Linked DNA regions of Mus musculus: regions 1 and 2 are each linked to region 3. A link is a contact called in public Hi-C and HiChIP or PLAC-seq data. All regions are on one chromosome and are shown on one strand. The core of a region is the stretch at or near the end of the contact, and the rest is flanking DNA. Distances in the headings are between cores, read along the strand shown. Region 1 overlaps Gm40050 (a long non-coding RNA gene). Region 2 has its middle 33 kb from the start of Gm31154. Region 3 holds the start of Ufm1 (ubiquitin-fold modifier 1).

What was found. A called contact is a pair of places that touch in the nucleus more often than the background predicts. HiChIP or PLAC-seq counts read pairs in DNA pulled down with a chosen protein or histone mark.
Region 1: an H3K4me3 HiChIP or PLAC-seq map of pro-B cells shows a contact between it and region 3, with 5 times the contacts expected there. The contact joins the enhancer-like site here to the promoter of Ufm1 in region 3. A contact is called at or near these places in 5 of 39 promoter capture datasets (cranial neural crest, embryonic stem cells, hippocampal neurons and 2 more) and 1 of 115 datasets of contacts at active chromatin or transcription factors (pro-B cells).
Region 2: a Hi-C map of rod photoreceptor shows a contact between it and region 3, with 2.9 times the contacts expected there. The contact joins the enhancer-like site here to the promoter of Ufm1 in region 3. A contact is called at or near these places in 4 of 39 promoter capture datasets (cranial neural crest, hippocampal neurons and liver) and 1 of 484 Hi-C or Micro-C datasets (rod photoreceptor).

Annotation. Positions count from the first base shown.
Region 1 is chr3:54,588,764-54,591,477 of GRCm38.p6, forward strand. Gm40050 (a long non-coding RNA gene) reads right to left here. Exons shown (of 3, transcript XR_867293.1): 3 at 1,788-1,968. Among named protein-coding and RNA genes, the nearest start is that of Gm40050, 11 kb to the right of the region's middle. Within about 2 kb of position 1,413, at least 85 of the 459 cell types and tissues checked have an H3K27ac peak or open chromatin away from gene starts, as enhancers often do. A contact at or near this core is called in pre-B cells and pro-B cells, where this site is marked.
Region 2 is chr3:54,566,379-54,569,337 of GRCm38.p6, forward strand. No RefSeq gene overlaps it. Among named protein-coding and RNA genes, the nearest start is that of Gm31154, 33 kb to the left of the region's middle. Within about 2 kb of position 1,318, at least 36 of the 459 cell types and tissues checked have an H3K27ac peak or open chromatin away from gene starts, as enhancers often do. A contact at or near this core is called in rod photoreceptor, where this site is marked.
Region 3 is chr3:53,862,483-53,865,182 of GRCm38.p6, forward strand. Ufm1 (ubiquitin-fold modifier 1) reads right to left here and starts at 1,325. Exons shown (of 6, transcript NM_026435.5): 1 at 1,267-1,325; 2 at 1,132-1,188. The coding sequence starts at 1,268.

The DNA of each region.
Region 1 (2,714 bases), core at 163-2,662, 730 kb after region 3:
GTTTGGTGATGACTTGCTCTTGGACTCTGGAGCCTTCAGAACCGTAACAAGCTAGGCACAGCAGCCCCCACCTATGGCTGCAGCTGAGGGAGTCTGAGGCAGGAGGGCTGTGAGTTGAAGGCCTTTCTGGGATACATGGGGAGTGTGACTTTGTTTCGATACACAACAAAACCAAATCCAAAAAGATCAGTGAGAAGTAAACCTTTCTTTTCTTCAACTTAAATCTTATTTTCCTCTGTGTGTGTGTGTGTGTGTGTGTGTGTGTGATTGTGTGAGTGTGTGTGTGTGCGTGTGTGTGTGTCTGAGTGCATGTGTGTGAGTGTGTGAGTGTGTGTGAGTGTGTGAGTGTGTGTGTGTGTGTGTGAATGCCATGTGAAGGCAGGTACCTATGGAAGCCAGAATATGGAGTTGAATCCCCTAACCTGGAGCACAGGAGGTTGTGGGCACCAGGTCTTCTGCAAAAGCAGGCAGTCCTCTTAACCACTGAGCCATCTCTCCAGCCCCTACTTCTATTATTTTTCCTGCACTGGGGATGGAATACCTGGCCTCAATCGTGCTAGATAAGTGTTCTACCCATCCCCTACTTATTTCCTACTTTCTGATTATTTGTTTACTTATTTATTATTTTTACTCTTTGATTAAGGCTTCACCAGGTTAACCAGGACGGCTCTGAACTCCCTCTGCATCTCAGACAGACCTTGAGACTTGTGACCCAGGAGAACAAATGTTTTTCACAAAAGGTCTATATAGCTGTCTTCTGAGAATCTCTGACAGTGCCTGACAAATACAGAGGTGGATCCTCGGAGCCTACTATTGGACTGAGCACAGGGTCCACAATGAAGGAGCTAGAGAAAGGACCCAAGGAGCTGAAGGGGTTTGTAACCCCATAGGAGGAACAACAATATCAACCAACCAGTATCCCCAGAGTTTCCAGGGACTAAACCACCAACCAAAGAGTAGACATGGTGGGACTCATGGCTCCAGCTGCATATGTAGCAGAGGATGGCCTAGATGGACATCAATGGGAGGAGAGGCCCTTGGTCCTGTGACGGCTCTATGCCCAGTATAGGGGACTGCCAGGGCCAGGAAGTGGGAGTGGGTGAGTTGGTGAGCAGGGGGAGGGAATAGGGGTTTTTCAGAGCAGAAACCAGGAAATGGGATAACGTTTGAAATATAAATAAAGAAAATAGCTAATAAAAAAAAAAAAGTTTTAAAAAGAAAAACTAAAAAAACTAAAGTTTGAAATTTAGAAAACAGACTTCAGTTTTCTGCCTGGGCATGCGAGACACTTTCTATTCTCTAACAGTAAGTTGAAAGTTGAACAAACTGGAAAACCCAGGTGGCTTCATAGTCCCCAGCCACTGCCCCACCACCGGAACCCAGAGCAGGCTGGCAGGGAAGGCGGAAGTGTAACCAACGCAAGGCTCACTGCAGGCTCGGCGGGAAGAGTCTGAACTCAGGAAATGCCAGCCACAGTGGGGCCTGACACGGCTGTCAACTTTACTTCTCAGAGTTTCAGCTAATCCTTACAGTGGACATTTGAGAAAACTCACCCATGCTTCCAACTCCGGGAAAGGAATCATTGTTAGATGCTCTGTTCTCAGTCGGGTCCGCTCTGGAGAAACTGACTTGTAAAGGTTTTTGTTTTGTTTTGTTTTGTTTTGTTTTTAGAATTAATTTTTTTATTAGGTATTTTCCTCATTTACATTTCCAATGCTATCCAAAAAGTCCCCAATACACTCCCCCCACCCAACTCCCCTACCCACCCACTCCCACTTTTTGGCCCTGGCCTTCCCCTGTCCTGGGGCATATAAAGTTTGCAAGTCCAATGGGCCTCTCTTTCCAGTGATGGCCGACTTATCCTAGCCGAGGGGCCGGCAGGGAGAGCGATGCTGCAGGAACCTCGGTTTCTCCCAGCCTGAGAGCTCCGGCTTCCCGACCACTCCTTGCCACTGCATTTCTCCACACCTACGGACAATGCAGGATATCCCGCTTTCAAGAAAAAAATATAGGACACACTAAAAGGCTTACACACACACACAAAGACATTAGTTAAAAATGAGTTCAGCTGCACCATCAATCAACTGGATCAGTCGATAACTAGAGTCGAATTCATCGAACAGCATACTGCACATAGCTCAGGAGTTCAAATTGAACACTTGACAAAGTGTTCTGAGCCACAAGAAGATCTTCGAGAATAAAAGACTTTGGAACACACTCACTGTCTCTCTCAGACTAAGGTGAAGCTGGACTAACCATCAATGACAGAAAGGGACCTGAGTACCCCTCATGTGTGCAGATTAAATTCTGTAACACATAACAGCAAGGAGAAAAGAAATTTAAAATAAGCATTTTGCACTAAATAAAAACACAACTCATCCAAATGTGTGGGAATCAGTAACAGCGAAGTTTAAAGGGAAATGAACATCACTAAATAAATATTTAGAAAAGAAATATCTAGAGGCTGGAGAGATAGTCCACTAGGTAAGAGCACTGGCTGTTCTTCCAGAGGTCACACGGTTCAGTTTCCAGTACCCACATGGTGTCTCACAACCATCTGTAAGTCCAGTTCTGAGGAGTATGTCGCCCTCTTCTGGTCTCTGTGGGAACTGCACACATATGGCAAATATATAATAAAAGTAAGAAAATCTCTTTAAAAATATATACCTGGCTTAAAGATACAGAAGCTAGTTACTAGCTACAACATTTACATG
Region 2 (2,959 bases), core at 68-2,567, 700 kb after region 3:
TGTACATGTGGGCATGTGTACCATCTGCGTAGTGCCTGAGGAGGCCAGAAGGTGTTGGATCCCTTGGAACTGAAGTCATGGTGTCAGTGAGACTCTCAATGTGGGTACTGGAAATCAAACTAGGATCCTTTTACAAGGAGAGAATGTGCTCTTAACCTCTGCACCATCTCTCCAAGTCCTTCACGTAGGTGGGCTTTTTTTTTTTTTTTTTTAATTTAAGATCCCTCTTTTTTTCTGGCATTAGTCGTTGTAATCCCTTCCTTTACTGCAATCACAGGCTCCCACAAGGCAATTTCTGCATATGGCCTCTCGGTCTTGTTGGCCAGGCTGCTGGACCAGAATGCTAATGTCTGTGCATGCTCACCACCCATGGGAAGATTTATTCTTTCCTCCCATTGACTGGACATTCGGTTGTTATTCTGATGTTAAATATCAGTGTTCACACTGATGAATCTCAGGCTTTTCGGGAGTCATAGTTCAAAGCCTGAGAGATGAAGGCTATACGTTATTATAAGCTGGGATCTAGACAATATATGCCTCCCTGTTGGGCTAACCCACTGTGGGCCTGCTAGCAACCCCAGGATAGCACGTGCTCACCCTGCTCTGCACACAAATGCTTTTTCCACAGATATTTTTTTGCTAGTGTAGGTTTAGTTTAGTCTACAAATTAAACTAAATTGCAGTTTCAAGAGGAAAAATGTGATTATCCAGCATGCTCCCTGTCTAGATTTTCATGTTACTTTTGAAATCATTGTTGAAACTAGCCTTCAAACCTGACCTTGGAGTCTGACTGTAGCCTAGACAGTGAGAGGAAAATAGAAGATGCGTGTTCTTTCAGCCACCTGCGAGTAACTGTGACATATATGCCAGACACAAATACCTTCATCTTAGAGGAGAGGATTTGTTCTGATTCGTGGTTTCTGAGAACTCAGCCAATGGCTGCTTGGCTCTATGAGTTTAAACAAAGGGAGCATGTCAAAATGGAGCAGACAGTAAAGATGAGGCCTCAGGAAGGAGCTACACTAAGATGCACCTACAGGGGCCTGCCCCATGACCTACTTTCTGCATGTATGCCCCTCCCCTATGACCTACTTCCTGCAGGTATGCCCCACCCCACTATGACCTACTTCCTGTAAGCATGCCCCACCCTATGACCTACTTCCTGCAGGTATGCCCCACCCCACTATGACCTACTTCCTGCAAGTATGCCCCACCCCACTATGACCTACTTCCTGCAGGCATGCCCCACCCCCTACGACCTACTTCCTGTAAGCATGCCCCACCCTATGACCTACTTCCTGCAGCTGTGCCCCACCTCCTGATCTTTGCCTGGCTCCCAGGAAAGCATAACCTGGGGATCACTCCAGTCTCCTTAGCACACACTAAGGCAAGATGACAGCAGGATGCAAAGACCCTGGGAGGCTGGTCTCTCGGGACCACACTTAACCCATTTGCCTCCACTGGGTTTCTGCTGACAGACATGCACTGAACACAAAATATCATTTTTCTTCTCTATAGAACGGTCTCCAAAACACTCTCTTTCCTCAATCTTTTCCCAGATTAGGAAAGAAAATAGTGACGACTTTACCGAGAGACATGTGACAATGGTCATATTACAATGAAAAAGGAAACTTGCAGGCAGGGTGGAAATGTGGCAATTTGGGTTTTTCTATTTCAATGGGAAGAGAATGTCCCCCTGTTGCTGTGTGAAAATTCACCAGACACCAAGGTGACATTCTTGTCACTTTGCATATGAAATAACTTCACGGCCACTTGACTGTGCCACCAAGGTGTGAGCTCTGCAATCCAATAAAGGAACCACCAAGACCAAACTGTTTCTTGGAAAGTTGGATAATGGCTTGGCTCTTTTGTGCTTACATTGGCAGAGCCATTTGGGGAAGGACTGACTCGCTTCCTGTCTCGCTTCCCAACTCGCTTCCTGGCTCACTCTTTTCCTGCCTTTAGCCAGTGAAGGCAAGAACAGGCAAGGACGATGGATGGAATGTTTAAATAAATGAGTGCACACTCCTTGGGTTAGCTTCAGACTCTAGGCCTTACACATGTGAAAAAAAAACAAAAAACAAAAAAACAAAAACAAAAACAAGCAACAACAAACCTCTGCATATCTACCTGACCACAACTCCCTAGCAACCAGCTTTCTTCTCCCTAGTCACTTTACCCTGCTCCTAAGCATGCAATGGTCTTCTGGTTGTCTGCCTGCCTGCCCTGCTGTTGGTGGTACTGACATTAAATACACTGCCTCTCTCTTTTAGGTAGCAGGCTCCTCTAGAGACAAACTGCTGTATTTATAAACCTTCAAAATATCTTTCTCTTTTTTTCTAAAATTTTCTGACATAAGTTGACCATGCCCTTACTCACCACATGCTCTTGAACATGTTCTGACATCTGGAACAAAGTATGCCCAAAGATGTGGCCTTCCTTTTTCTTTCTTGAGCTAGGACCTCAAAGCAGAGCGCTCAGAATGTACTACTCAACTGAACAGCCTGGTGAATGTTTCTGTGGCTAAAGGGCTTCCTATGTGCATACACATAGGGTCCCTGGATAAAATCCCCATGTTCCTTTAATTCATGGAGGGTGTGGCTTTGGAAATTATTCCCCCGTCCCCCACCTACCCCCGCCATCCGCCATCCTTACCTGCCACAGGTAAGAAGTTCTCCAACATTCTCTGCTTGGTAGTGCACGCCTTTAATCCCAGCACTTGGGAGGCAGAGGCAGGATAATTTCTGAGTTCAAGGCCAGCCTGGTCTACAGAGTGAGTTCCAGGACAGCCAGGGCTACACAGAGAAACCCTGTCTCAAAAAAACAAAAACAAACAAAAAAATAGCTTCATACTCAAAAGATGTGAGCCCATTACATTTAGTCTGAAAGAGTAGTAAACTCAGTGCTCTGAGGTATGCTAATCATAAAACAGATAGCGACATTCCTCCACCCATCTGCT
Region 3 (2,700 bases), core at 75-2,574:
AGACAAAAATACTTTCTGTGGATAGGAAAATGAGAAAATTTAGGGGAGCACAGTCGAGTGCCAGTTATGAGGGTTTCACATAAAACTCATCAGCACTATTGTAATTTCTTCAGGAACAGAGTTAAGTGCAGAGAACATAAATTTGGTTTTTCACCAAGCAAAATATTCCAAGCTATCAGAGAGGTGGCTATCAGATTCCTGGGAGTTAGCAAAGAAACGATCTTTAAAAAAAAAAAACAAAAAACAACAAAAAAAACCTAGACTACAGACTTTCGTCTGCACACGAAATGAGTGGGTATGGCACTAGGGAGGCAAAAGTGACAGAAAACTTTTAACTTTTATTGTTGAAGGCACACTGCGGTACATCATCCAGAGGAAGAGAATACAGCCATCTGAAGACAACCGTTTAGAATGAGCCCTTACGGGAGAGACGAGGGATACGTAGACCATTTTAGACATGGAAAGATAAGGGAACCACAGGCCACGAGGCTGAATGGATCACGGGTGGGAAACTTCAGAAAACGATGACAGCTGCTCTCAGCTCAGTTAGCTGGGCCTTGGTGCCACCAAACCCGTCATGAATGAAATCTATGGAAACCCTGGTCTGTCGCAGGTTAGCATAGGTCTTCCAGCTGCAGGAACTCAAAAGGGGTCAACTTAAAAATCATACTAAGATGGAGCTGGGTAACCTGTGTTAGCCATCAACTGAACTGCTGAAGCACAAGGAAGGGCCCAACAAGGACACAAGGTCCTACACCCCCATTTCCCAATCCCGCTAAGCACTTTTTATAAAGATCCAAGTGTGTGTGACTGGGAGTTCAGCACCTAGGCACCCAGTCGTTGTGTTTATACACAACAAAGCAAAAAAACTGAAGTTAAGAGTGTTCGGGTCGGACCTGTCAAAAGTCCAGACTTGGGAAGTCCTCCCTAACTTCCGGTAACAGCTGGTCCAGGTAAAGACCTTTAAATCAAGTAAACGGGTTCCATCCTCGTCCAACCTTCTTCCCGTTGCACCTGCCCACCCAGAGCGTTGCGAGGGGCCACTGGCTTTCAGCAGAAATGCCGCACCCTTCCTCCTGTCCCCCTCTGTCCCGCCAGGCCCGGCCAGCTCCAGCCCTGCCTGTCACTCACACTTTGTACGGCAGCCGCGGGTCCGACGTCAACGTGATTTTAAAGGACACCTTCGACCTGCCGGAGAGAACGAGAAGGCGTTACGGTCGGGACCGGCCACGGGGTTAAGGCCGGGACACAGGGACGGATACTTACATGGTGGAACCGCCTGACACACACCGCGCCCAGCCGCCCGCCGCGCTTCCTTGATGGCCGGCAGCGGGGGCCTTCGCGGCCCACGTCGCCCTCCAGCGCGGCTATCCACACAGCGCCTGAAAATTGTGTCGGAGCTCACAGGCTACAGAAGGCCGATAGCCCACAGTTAGACATTTCATTCTGAGTGTGTCTGTATCAAGTTGAAGTGTAAATGGTAGAGAGAGGATATGTTTCTACTTTTGGTAGTTCACTGACACATTTTTAGTCAGGCAATATAAGGGATGTCAAACAGAGCGGCCGCTAGGTCCCCACTGGCTGGTTACGGCGGAAGTAGGGACTGAGTCGAAGCCGGACGTGGCGGCGGAACTGGGGCCGGGACTCAAGGTCCGGGCGGATGAGGAAGCGTTGCGGAGTTGCTAAGCAACCTAGCAGCCGGCACAGATAGATACTAGAGAAGCTGGACTCAGTTGCTTTAACTAACAACGTTCTTTGATCTTTCTAGCATTTCTGATAATACGATTTCCATCCGTATTAACCTTATAGTTTTCTTCACATACTTCACACTTCACTACAGACTTTTTAATAATTTCAAAAGAAAGTTATCACGATAGAATTATGCTGAGATTCCTGTTAGGGCCCAGAAGAAAAAATTGTATCCTAGCACTAGCAGGTTTTGGAGGGAAAAAAAAATCATTACTATATCCCGTTGTTCTTGATGTGTCCAAATAGACTTTAACTCTAATGCAAGGTTGCCAATCAGGTACATTTGTTCAGCTGACCAATGAACCTTGTGTACAGCAGGCACTAAACTAAAGGCTGAGCTCACTGTGTACACCAGACATAACCAAAGGCTGTGATCCCAAGCAATCAGGCATAAGTCCTTTAGCATCTGTCAGTCGGTTGGATTTCTATCGTGAGAGGGGAAAGCTGTCTTTCATCTTTATCACAATGTAAACGCCAAGATAAGCATTCCATCTCACAATAACTATACCTTTAAAAAATATATACTGCAGTAAGTTGATGAAGCCAGAAATAGGCACTGAACCAAGAGGAGACCCAGTCAAACTTTAGAATGACAGGTGGATTCTTCATGAGAAATCCTGATAGATTAGAAGCTCCCTTAAGAACATTGGAACTACATCTCATCTTTCCTGTAATGTTTTCTATAATGGTCTATAATGTTTTCTCCCAAAGGTGAGAATTCTGGTGCTGACTGTAAGTAGCACTCCAATATTCTCCTGCTGTATGCCATGTAGTGAATCCAAGAGACATATACTGACTTGTAGATATGGATATCAAGGCCTGTATCTTCTAACAGCTAAAACTACATAGTTAATGTGTATGACTAAAGTCTTGTCTCTGAAGACAAAATTACCTGTCTACCCGTGCCATCTATTGAAATAACACAAAGTTAGAATACAAATTTTGGTTTGT